Regions from separate parts of the Mus musculus genome. Here region 1 is linked to region 2. The links are chromatin contacts, called in public promoter capture Hi-C maps. All regions are on one chromosome and are shown on one strand. Each heading gives the region's core, a stretch centred on a gene start, on an enhancer-like site or on the middle of the called end of the contact. The rest is flanking DNA. Distances are from core to core; before and after follow the strand shown.

The links. Promoter capture Hi-C pulls out the DNA fragments that hold promoters and counts their contacts.
Region 1: a promoter capture Hi-C map of pre-B cells shows a contact between it and region 2. The contact joins the promoter of Tbcc here to the promoter of Amdhd2 in region 2. A contact is called at or near these places in 3 of 39 promoter capture datasets (maxillary cranial neural crest, pre-B cells and second pharyngeal arch cranial neural crest).

Annotation. Positions count from the first base shown.
Region 1 is chr17:46,887,731-46,892,205 of GRCm38.p6, forward strand. It overlaps Tbcc (tubulin-specific chaperone C), which reads left to right and starts at 2,891. Exons shown (of 1, transcript NM_178385.3): 1 at 2,891-4,475. The coding sequence starts at 2,960. The coding sequence ends at 3,985. It also overlaps a transcript of Bicral not described here.
Region 2 is chr17:24,162,016-24,166,438 of GRCm38.p6, forward strand. It overlaps Amdhd2 (amidohydrolase domain containing 2), which reads right to left and starts at 1,718. Exons shown (of 11, transcript NM_172935.4): 1 at 1,567-1,718; 2 at 1,181-1,317; 3 at 961-1,100. The coding sequence starts at 1,649. It overlaps Atp6v0c (ATPase, H+ transporting, lysosomal V0 subunit C), which reads right to left. Exons shown (of 3, transcript NM_009729.4): 2 at 2,684-2,867; 3 at 1,850-2,593. The coding sequence ends at 2,389.

The DNA of each region.
Region 1 (4,475 bases), core at 1,641-4,140, about 23 Mb after region 2:
AGATCCGTCAGCCTTGCCCTGAGAGCTGCACTTAATGCTGCTGCCCTCTGCATGCCTCCCGTCCTCCCATCACGGTGGGTACTTACCTTTGCGGAGCCAGGACCATCCTGTCAAGGACGCATCTCAACTCACTGCCCTCAAATGTTAGGAAGAGAAAGTAACATGGTCTGGCAAACGGTCAGCAGTTAACAACCTGCCTGTGGTTTTGAACTCAGAAACCAGACACATAGCTTGACACCTGCCTTGGCTCGCCTACTCCAGCCTGGGGATAGAAAACAATCACCCAGCCCACCAAGGCCACCTCACAGCCACCGTTCTCATGCCTCACACTTCTTTAATAATAATAAAAAAAAGCTTTCCCAATGGAGTCAACTGTGGGACCCTCCATCTTTTGTCCTTTGATGCTTAAACGTTAGGCTAAACAACAGACAATTTTCAGCACCTTCATGTCAAGCAGACGCTGCAAAAACCTCTCCTTAAGCAGAAACATAATCTTGAAAGGGCTGGTAACACTGGCTTCTACTTTGCAAATAGCCTACACTAAAAACCACTGATAGTCTCACAACAGCTTACAGTCCAAACTCCAAGCTCAAGAAACCTTTTACCAACTAACTTTGGGATGGGGGGTGGGAGGGTTGAAGAGTTTCTCTGTGTAGCCTGACTGTCCTGGATCAAGCTCTGTAGACCAGGTTAGCCTTGAACTCCGTGCTGGGATTAAAGGCATGCATCTGATGCCCTGAAACTTTCTTAATTAGAATGGAGCAGGCTCCGATACTGGGAAACTAAAGCAAAGCCAATGAGGGGTCGTTGCTATTTCCTATAGCAAATCAGTTTTCGTTTAATCTCCATAGGTTAAATCTATTTTTCATCTGGAGAGACGGCTCGATGGTTAGCACCTATGCTCTTTTATAGGACCTGAATTCCTTCCACCCACAGAGCAGCCACAACTACCTGTCTACTCCAGTTCCAGTGATCTGACGCCCTCTTCTGGTCTCCAGAAACACCGCATACTGCATCGTGGAGCACATGCATCGACCGCACAGGAAATACTCATATACATAAAAGACAAATAAATAAATCTAAAAAAAAAAAAATCTATCTTTCAGGAAAGAAAGCGGCTCTTACATTCCTTTCGGGGACCTGAACAAAGTCATCAGCTGTGTTTCAAGAGTCCAAAATTCATACTTTTGTGAAATAAAAGTGCTTTCAAAAAGTAGAAAACAAGAGCCTCATCTAGCTTGCCCAGGAAACAAAACTGACGAAAATAAGGAGCCTGCATAAGTGACCACCGACCGCCCCCCTCATCGGCGCTCTGTTACAGCAGGTATACAGACAAGAACACAGTAACATGTGATCTCCCACTCCAACCCTCCACCTAGGAAAGAATTTGCCACCCAGTGACACTTGTCTTTGATTCTGTAGTGTAATGCTTTCTCTTCAATCAAGATTTTGTGCTTGAGGTTTGGATTTTTTTTTTTTTTTTATGGTTAGGAAAGGAGGCAAATGGGACGTGAGGCTTGCAACTCAAGTCTTAATGCCAACTTAATTGAATGGCTCTCGTTTCCTCCCATCTTTATCTGCAGGAAAACGCAGGCATATTGGTAAATTTTCAAATGAGTATTTTGGGCAGTTAAAAAAATCCCAATTAAAAGAACAAAAATGGAGGTTGGCAACAAGGGCGGAGATGGGGCTGAAACCGAGAACTGTATGGGCCACCGAGTCCAGAAGGCACGGTGGCTGAAGGCAGCACGCGAGGATGCCACCCGAGTCCTCGGCGGCCGCCGCCTTGGGCTTCTGCCAGGGACTGCACGGTCTTGGCTGCCCACTCGCACCTCGGGTTGGTCTGGACTTTAGGCTAGGCTCGTTCACTTCCGGTGACAAATCCCTCCCACCACCTCTAGAAATAATGTACCGTTTCCCCATCGCCTTCCTAAAGACCGCCGGCCCTATAGGGAGAAGCGAGGCGCTCCGGCTGAGGGTCTTAGCCCCGCGCGGCCAGCGGTTGCCAGCTGCGCAGGGAGTGGCTGCCACCGCGTCAGGGAGCAAGACGGTGGGGGTGGCATGTCATCCTCCCCCGCCCCCCCTCCGACTGCAGCAATTGGCCATTAAAAAAAATAATCTGTTTTTAGACTCCCCCAGGAACCCCGGAGCCCGCTCCAGCGAGGAACCCAGTCTTTCCCATAGCGGTGATTTGCGCTTTCTTCCCGCCCCAGTAACTGCCCACGGGGACCCAGACGCCCCCAGGCCGCGCCGAGCTGCAGTGGATGGGGGAGGGCAGGAAGGATGAGGGTTACCGGGGCGGCAGGGACCGGCTGAGCAAAGAGGTGATGGAAGGGAAAAGGGAAAGGGAAAAAAAAAGAGAGAGAGAGAAAGAAAGAAAAAAACCCAGAGGCATGCAAGCGGTTCCCTGGCCAGCTGTTCCAGCTGCAGCTTCCTCCGACGCGGTCCGGGAGGTGCAATAACCCCCCCCTCCATCTTTCTCGCACTACCTGTCCCCCACAACACCACAAGCACAGATTCCTCCCCACCACCCTGCAGCAGATCTCCGGCCTGTAAGGGGGTAGCAGGGAGGAGCTGGGGGGAGGGGGAGGCCTGCGAGTTTCTAACCTTGTTCTTATAAACAAACCCACATGTGCAGCTGCCGCTGCTGCAACTCACCCCACAATCCCGGATATAAGTCCTGCCCCTTTAAGAAGAAAAAAAAAAAAAAAAAAAAAGCTTCACCCGACTGCCTCCCACCCCACCCATCCACCAGGACCTTTGTCTCCCCACCCCCTCCTGTCAGCCGGCCCCGCCCTCCTTCCCGCCCCTCCAACGCGAAGAAACCAATAGGCGAGGAGAATATGGAGGGAGCTGACGTCACCGCAGCTGGCCAATCACAGCGCGCGTTGGTGGGAGGCCTCGCGCGGAGAGCGAGCGCTCGGAGGCAAGGCGGCGGGGGAGGAAGCCTGGAGTCAAGATGGAGGGTGTGGACTGCTCCATGGCTCTGGCCGACGCTGCCGCTGGCTCCCCGCGGGACCTGAGCCTGGTGCCCGAGCGACTTCAGAGGCGCGAACAGGAGAGGCAGATAGAGGTGGAGAGACGCAAGCAGAAGCGGCAGGACCAGGAGGTGGAGGAGGAGAAGAGCGGCTTCTTCGCCGCCGCCTTCGCCCGGGAGCGCGCAGCGGTCGAGGAGCTGCTGCGGGGCGAGGCGTCGGCGGAGCGGCTGGAAGAGGCGGCCAACCGGCTCCAGGGCCTGCGGAAGCTCCTGAACGACTCGGTGCTCTTCCTCGCCGCCTACGACCTGCGGCAGGGCCAGGCGGCGTTGGCGCAGCTGCAGGCTGTCCTAACGGAACGTCGCCAGGAGTTGCAGCCCAAGAAGCGCTTCGCCTTCAAGGCACGGAAGAAGGATGCTGCGGGGACCGCCCAGGTAGACGCCGCACCCGTCGCCTCGGCGGCCCCTTCTCCACCGGTGACCAAGGAGGAGGAGGGAGCTCCCGGGGCCAGCTGGGCCTGTGGCTTCTCCAACCTGGAGTCCCAAGACCTGGAGAAGAGAGCTGAAGAGCTGCACCAGCGCGACGTCCTTTTGAGCGACCTGACCAACTGCACTGTCAAACTGTGTGGCAATCCCAACACCTTGCGGCTTGCGAAGGCCCGCGGCTGCAAGGTGCTCTGCGGCCCAGTGACCACCTCTGTGTTTCTGGAGGATTGTCGAGATTGCGTCCTGGCTGTGGCTTGCCAGCAGCTCCGTGTGCACACTACCAAAGACACGCGCGTCTTCTTGCAAGTGACCAGCAGGGCTATCGTGGAGGACTGCAGCGGCATCCAGTTTGCCCCTTACACCTGGAGCTACCCGGGGATCGACAAGGACTTCCAGGACTCCGGTTTAGATAGGAGCAAAAATAACTGGGACCAGGTTGATGATTTCAACTGGCTGGCCCGAAACGTGGCCTCCCCAAACTGGAGTATTCTTCCTGAAGAGGAGAGAGACATCCAGTGGGATTGAGCACTGGCCACACTCAGTGTGATGTCCCATTCGGTTTACCTGATATTGTCTTATGTTTGCGGTGATAGGGGTTAGAAATTGTTGAAACTCCCCTCCTGTGAGTCCTATTAAATTCATAGCAGTGTAACAGACTTTTGCTGGTTTGGCCTTCCCCTGCCTCCCTTTGAGTATGACAGCGTGAAGAATTAGGGGGAGAATGGAGGAGCTTTGAGGGATTTGCTGTTCTTACCGTTGATCACAGGGAGTGATAAAGTGGGTCTTCAATAAATAATAAGGATGTCCGGAGAATTCCATTAGCGGACGGTTTAAATGGAAGAAGTAGGCCCATAAAAGCTCCATTAACGGCTGTTTTCCTCCCACTAAAGGTTTGTTCTGTGTCTTTTTCAGCAAGGCTATGAAGACTCCTTCCTGAACCTCTGGAATCCAGTGTTGTGTTAGGGCTGAAGTTTTGAATGGCCTCCAAGAGGTGTAGGAGCCAGCTAGCTGTAAG
Region 2 (4,423 bases), core at 468-2,967:
AGGGTGGCAAGTCAAGGGGCCAGAGTGACGCCTATGCAGCCCAGGGCACAGCCCACACTCAATACCCACAGTTCCCTCCTCTGCTTCTGTGTCTACACAACCAGAAAGGAAGCCACGGGCAACCACACACTCCCTGATCCTGTCCTGGAAGAAAAACTGGCTGCGGCGATTGACAACAGGAACAGAGAAAATCCATTCGAGTATGGATAACAGCATTCATTTACTAAATTCGTCAACTGTGTTGCATAAGAGAATACCACGTTTTTAAAGCAAGAGTTCAGGTCTAAGGGATAAACCCGCAGAGAACACATGAAGACAGCAACCTAAACAAGCTTCCTTAAAACTGGGAAAACTAGCCTGGCGTGGTGGCACACGCCTTTAATCCCAGCACTCGGGAGGCAGAGGCAGGCAGATTTCTGAGTTTGAGGCCAGCCTGGTCTACAAAGTGAGTTCCAGGACAGCAAGGTCTATACAGAGAAACCCTGTCTCGAAAAAACAAACAAACAAACAAAAACCGGGAAAACTGTGGGAGAACCTTACATGAAATTTGGAACAAGACAACAGACCTCCTGCTAAGATAGAAGGTGGAAGGGTGAGGACAGAAGCCAGTCCACAGCAACAGCAGCTCTTTCTGAAAGGCTTTTTCATGTGAGTCACACAGCATAAGCAGGTTAGGGAGGAAGAGCTAGACAAGAGACAATGGCTGTGGCAGAATTCCAGGCGACCTTAGTTCAGGAGACCCAGAGGCTGCCTACAGGGCGTTGGGAGGGCGTGGCAGATGAGAACCGGGGCAGGAAACGTGAGGACAACCGCACTGGCAGTTGCAGAGACCAGGCAGAACCCAACTGAAAGTGAGGCGGATCCCCCTCGGACCCAAGTCCAGGAAGCCCAGATTCGGGTGAAGGAAGTGGTCCTTTCCTGAGGGCCCCTTTGCTCAGGGGTAGAACGGCCTCATCTCACCTTGTGATAAACCTCTGGTGGGGAGGTGACCAGGGTGGGACAGAAGGAGGTGACACCGTGGGACAGGAGCCTCCGGGCCACTAGGGCGACCCCCGAACCCACGTCCTCCGTAGCCTTGGAGAAGTCAACACCAAATCCACCTGTGGCCACAGAAAACAAGGGGGGTAGCACAGTGCTCGGAGCTCCTGCCCTGGGTTCCCTGGCCCGAGCCAGGCCGCACCGTTGATCTGCACATCGATAAAGCCAGGCGCCAGGATGCGGCCTCCGCAGTCCCGCTGCTCATCAGCCACACGCCTCTCCTCAAAAAACAGCTTTTCTGGGTCCAGGATTCGGCCCCCGCGCACCCACAGATCCTCCCTGAGGGCAGAGTAGTAGGCACTTGGATCACCACCAGGCCCTGGAACCAAACCCTAGTTCTATCTCGCACCCAGCTTGTCCCTGCACCCACTATTCTTCTTGGTCCCGGCCACACACCCACGATAGTCCCGCCCTCCACATTCCTGCCCCTTTCAGGGCTTATGCCCTACACTATCCCCATCTCTGCACCCCGCACTGGCGTATCATCAGCTCTATACCCAGCCTAAGCCTGCACCATGCAGCCCAGACCTGAGGAGCGTGCCGCCACGCAGGATGCGGCAGTTGGTGAACTGGAGCACCGGGGCCCCCGCTGCGCACTGCCCGCTACGCATCGTGAGTCGCGCCGAACCCAGCAAGCTTTGGGCGCAAGCCGGCAGAGCCCGGAGCAGCCGTAATCGGAAGCGGGGCCAGGTCGCATCACGTGACTCTCAGCTGAAGGGGCTGTCACGTGGCCGCGGTGCTCACGTGGTGGCGACCACATGATGACAAACCCTGCCAGGCCCGCCCACAGAAGCGCCAGAACACAAGCCAGTCACATCCGAGAACTTTTATTGGACACAGCTGGGAGCCAGCTCTGAGGAGCAGTAGCACTCTATCCTCCACCCTGGCTGTTCAGGGCAGGGGGAAGGGTGGCTCCATCCAAGGAGTCTCAGCAACAGGAACCCCACAAGGCAACAGTCTACTAATGATTACTATATAGTTGGGAGACAGGAGCTGCTCCACAGACGCATGAATAGGTCAAATCTTTTATAAATAAACATCCAGTGAAGAGAAAAATGACAACTCTAGTTCATTCTTATACACAGGAGCACTCTAGGGCGATGGGTGGGGTAACCAGAGGCTGACTTCGTCACTGGTCAGGGGCCTGGGTGGGAGATGAGTGGGCCCGTATGTCCACAGCACGGTGCAGTAGGGGCAAGGCGGGGGCGACAGACAATGGGCACTAGGACACTGCACATTTACAAGACCAACTACTGAGGGGCAGCTGCCCGTGCATGTGTCAGGCTGTTCGTTCTGGAATGAGGAGGGGTGATCTTTACATCCTATCCTGTGACTGATGGTGGAAAAGGACTACTTTGTGGAGAGGATTAGGGCCACGATGAGACCGTAGAGGCCAAGCACCTCCGCAAAGATGAGGATCAGGATCATGCCCACGAACAGTCGAGGCTGCTGGGCAGTGCCCCGAACACCAGCATCTCCGACGATGCCAATGGCAAAGCCAGCAGCCAGGCCACTCAGCCCCACACTCAGGCCAGCACCCAGTTGAAGAAAACTCCTGGGGAGAGAAGAGACACAGGTTGTCAGCAATCTGCCTGTCCACAGGACAATGAAGCACTTCACCTGGGAGGAAAGGCCCAGCACTCACCTGTAGAGGGTGATGCCATCAGTCAGGGAGTTAGCGATAAGTACTGCCACCACCAGGCCGTAGATGGCGATGATCCCAGCCATAACCACTGGGATGATGGACTTCATGATCAGCTCTGGCCTCATGACTGACATGGCTGCGATGCCAGTGCCACTCTTGGCTGTGCCATAGGCGGCTCCCATGGCTGTGGGAGGAGAGAGTAAGTGAGCCCAGAGCAGCTTTTTCCATTCTGCTCCCCAGGTTCCCACCCATTACAAGAACTGAGGCGGGCAGCCAAGCAAGAGCAGCAGCCACTTCTCTTCCCACTAGCAGAGCCATACCTCCAACCTCCTGCTCTACTTCCGCCTGCAGTTCTTCCTGTGGTCATGGGGGCTCGTTTGCTGTGAAACCAGACTTTGTTCCCTAGCACTCCCCTTCCCTAGCTTGTGATCTCTGGCAACATAGTCACGTGGAAGAGGCGGCTGGGCCAAGGAGAGCCTTGCTCGAGACTCTGGCAATCCCTGTCCCACACCCTAAGCTCCAGGCACTTCCAGCATAAGAGCTACATGTCAGCTGCCCAGAGGCCACTCCAGTGTCAATCAGTTCCTGCCTAGAGTCTGCCTACAGTGGGGCCTTCAAGCCTTCCCAGACAGGACAACAGAGTTATATCTGTTTCTTCTGGTACTGCCCCCCCACTTCAACCTCTCCAAGAGAGACTGCTACCCTTCCGGACTTTGTTTCCCTCTCCTATCTTCAGGTCTTGAACTCCAATTCTTCTCATTTCTGCCACTTGTCCTCAGACCCTATAAGAAATATTGAGCTACTAATATGGCTGACACTGGAGCCTCCAAAATCTTTGCCCAGGGCACCCATGGCCATTGTGGGGGAAGTTGTGCATAACCCAATACACAGAAAACAACATGGGCCAGAGGTAAAAGAGACATGAACAGCTCCAGCCCCTCCTCTATATGACTTATGGATCTCACGGAACCACAAGATGTCTACTGTGTGCCCATCACTGAGTAGGGAAAGAGTCAGAGACCTCTGCCTTCTCAGAGCTCAGGAACAGCAAGAAGACAGTGACCCAACACAACAACATATTCAGCAAGGAAAGAGAAAAGGCCTAGGGGAGCTATGGTGAGGGGAGGAGGGTCTAAAAACAGATCACAGAAACCAACCAAGTATACGGGAAGGTGGTAAAGTGAGCAGCAGAGGCAAACCAAAGGGCAAGGTTCCTGACAGCACATTCAGACCCATGCACGACAGGACTAGGGGAGATCAACTGGAGGACTAGGGGAGATCAACTGGAGGACTCGGGGAGATCAACTGGAGGACTAGGGGAGATCAGCTGGAGGACTAGGGGAGATCAACTGGAGGACTAGGGGAGATCAACTGGAGGACTAGGGGAGATCAACTGGAGGACTAGGGGAGATCAACTGGAGGACTAGGGGAGATCAACTGGAGGACTCGGGGAGATCAACTGGAGGACTCGGGGAGATCAACTGGAGGACTCGGGGAGATCAACTGGAGGACTCGGGGAGATCAACTGGAGGACTCGGGGAGATCAACTGGAGGACTCGGGGAGATCAACTGGAGGACTAGGGGAGATCAACTGGAGGACTCGGGGAGATCAACTGGAGGACTAGGGGAGATCAACTGGAGGACTAGGGGAGATCAGCTGGAGGACTCGGGGAGATCAACTGGAGGACTCGGGGAGATCAACTGGAGGACTAGGGGAGATCAACTGGAGGACTAGGGGAG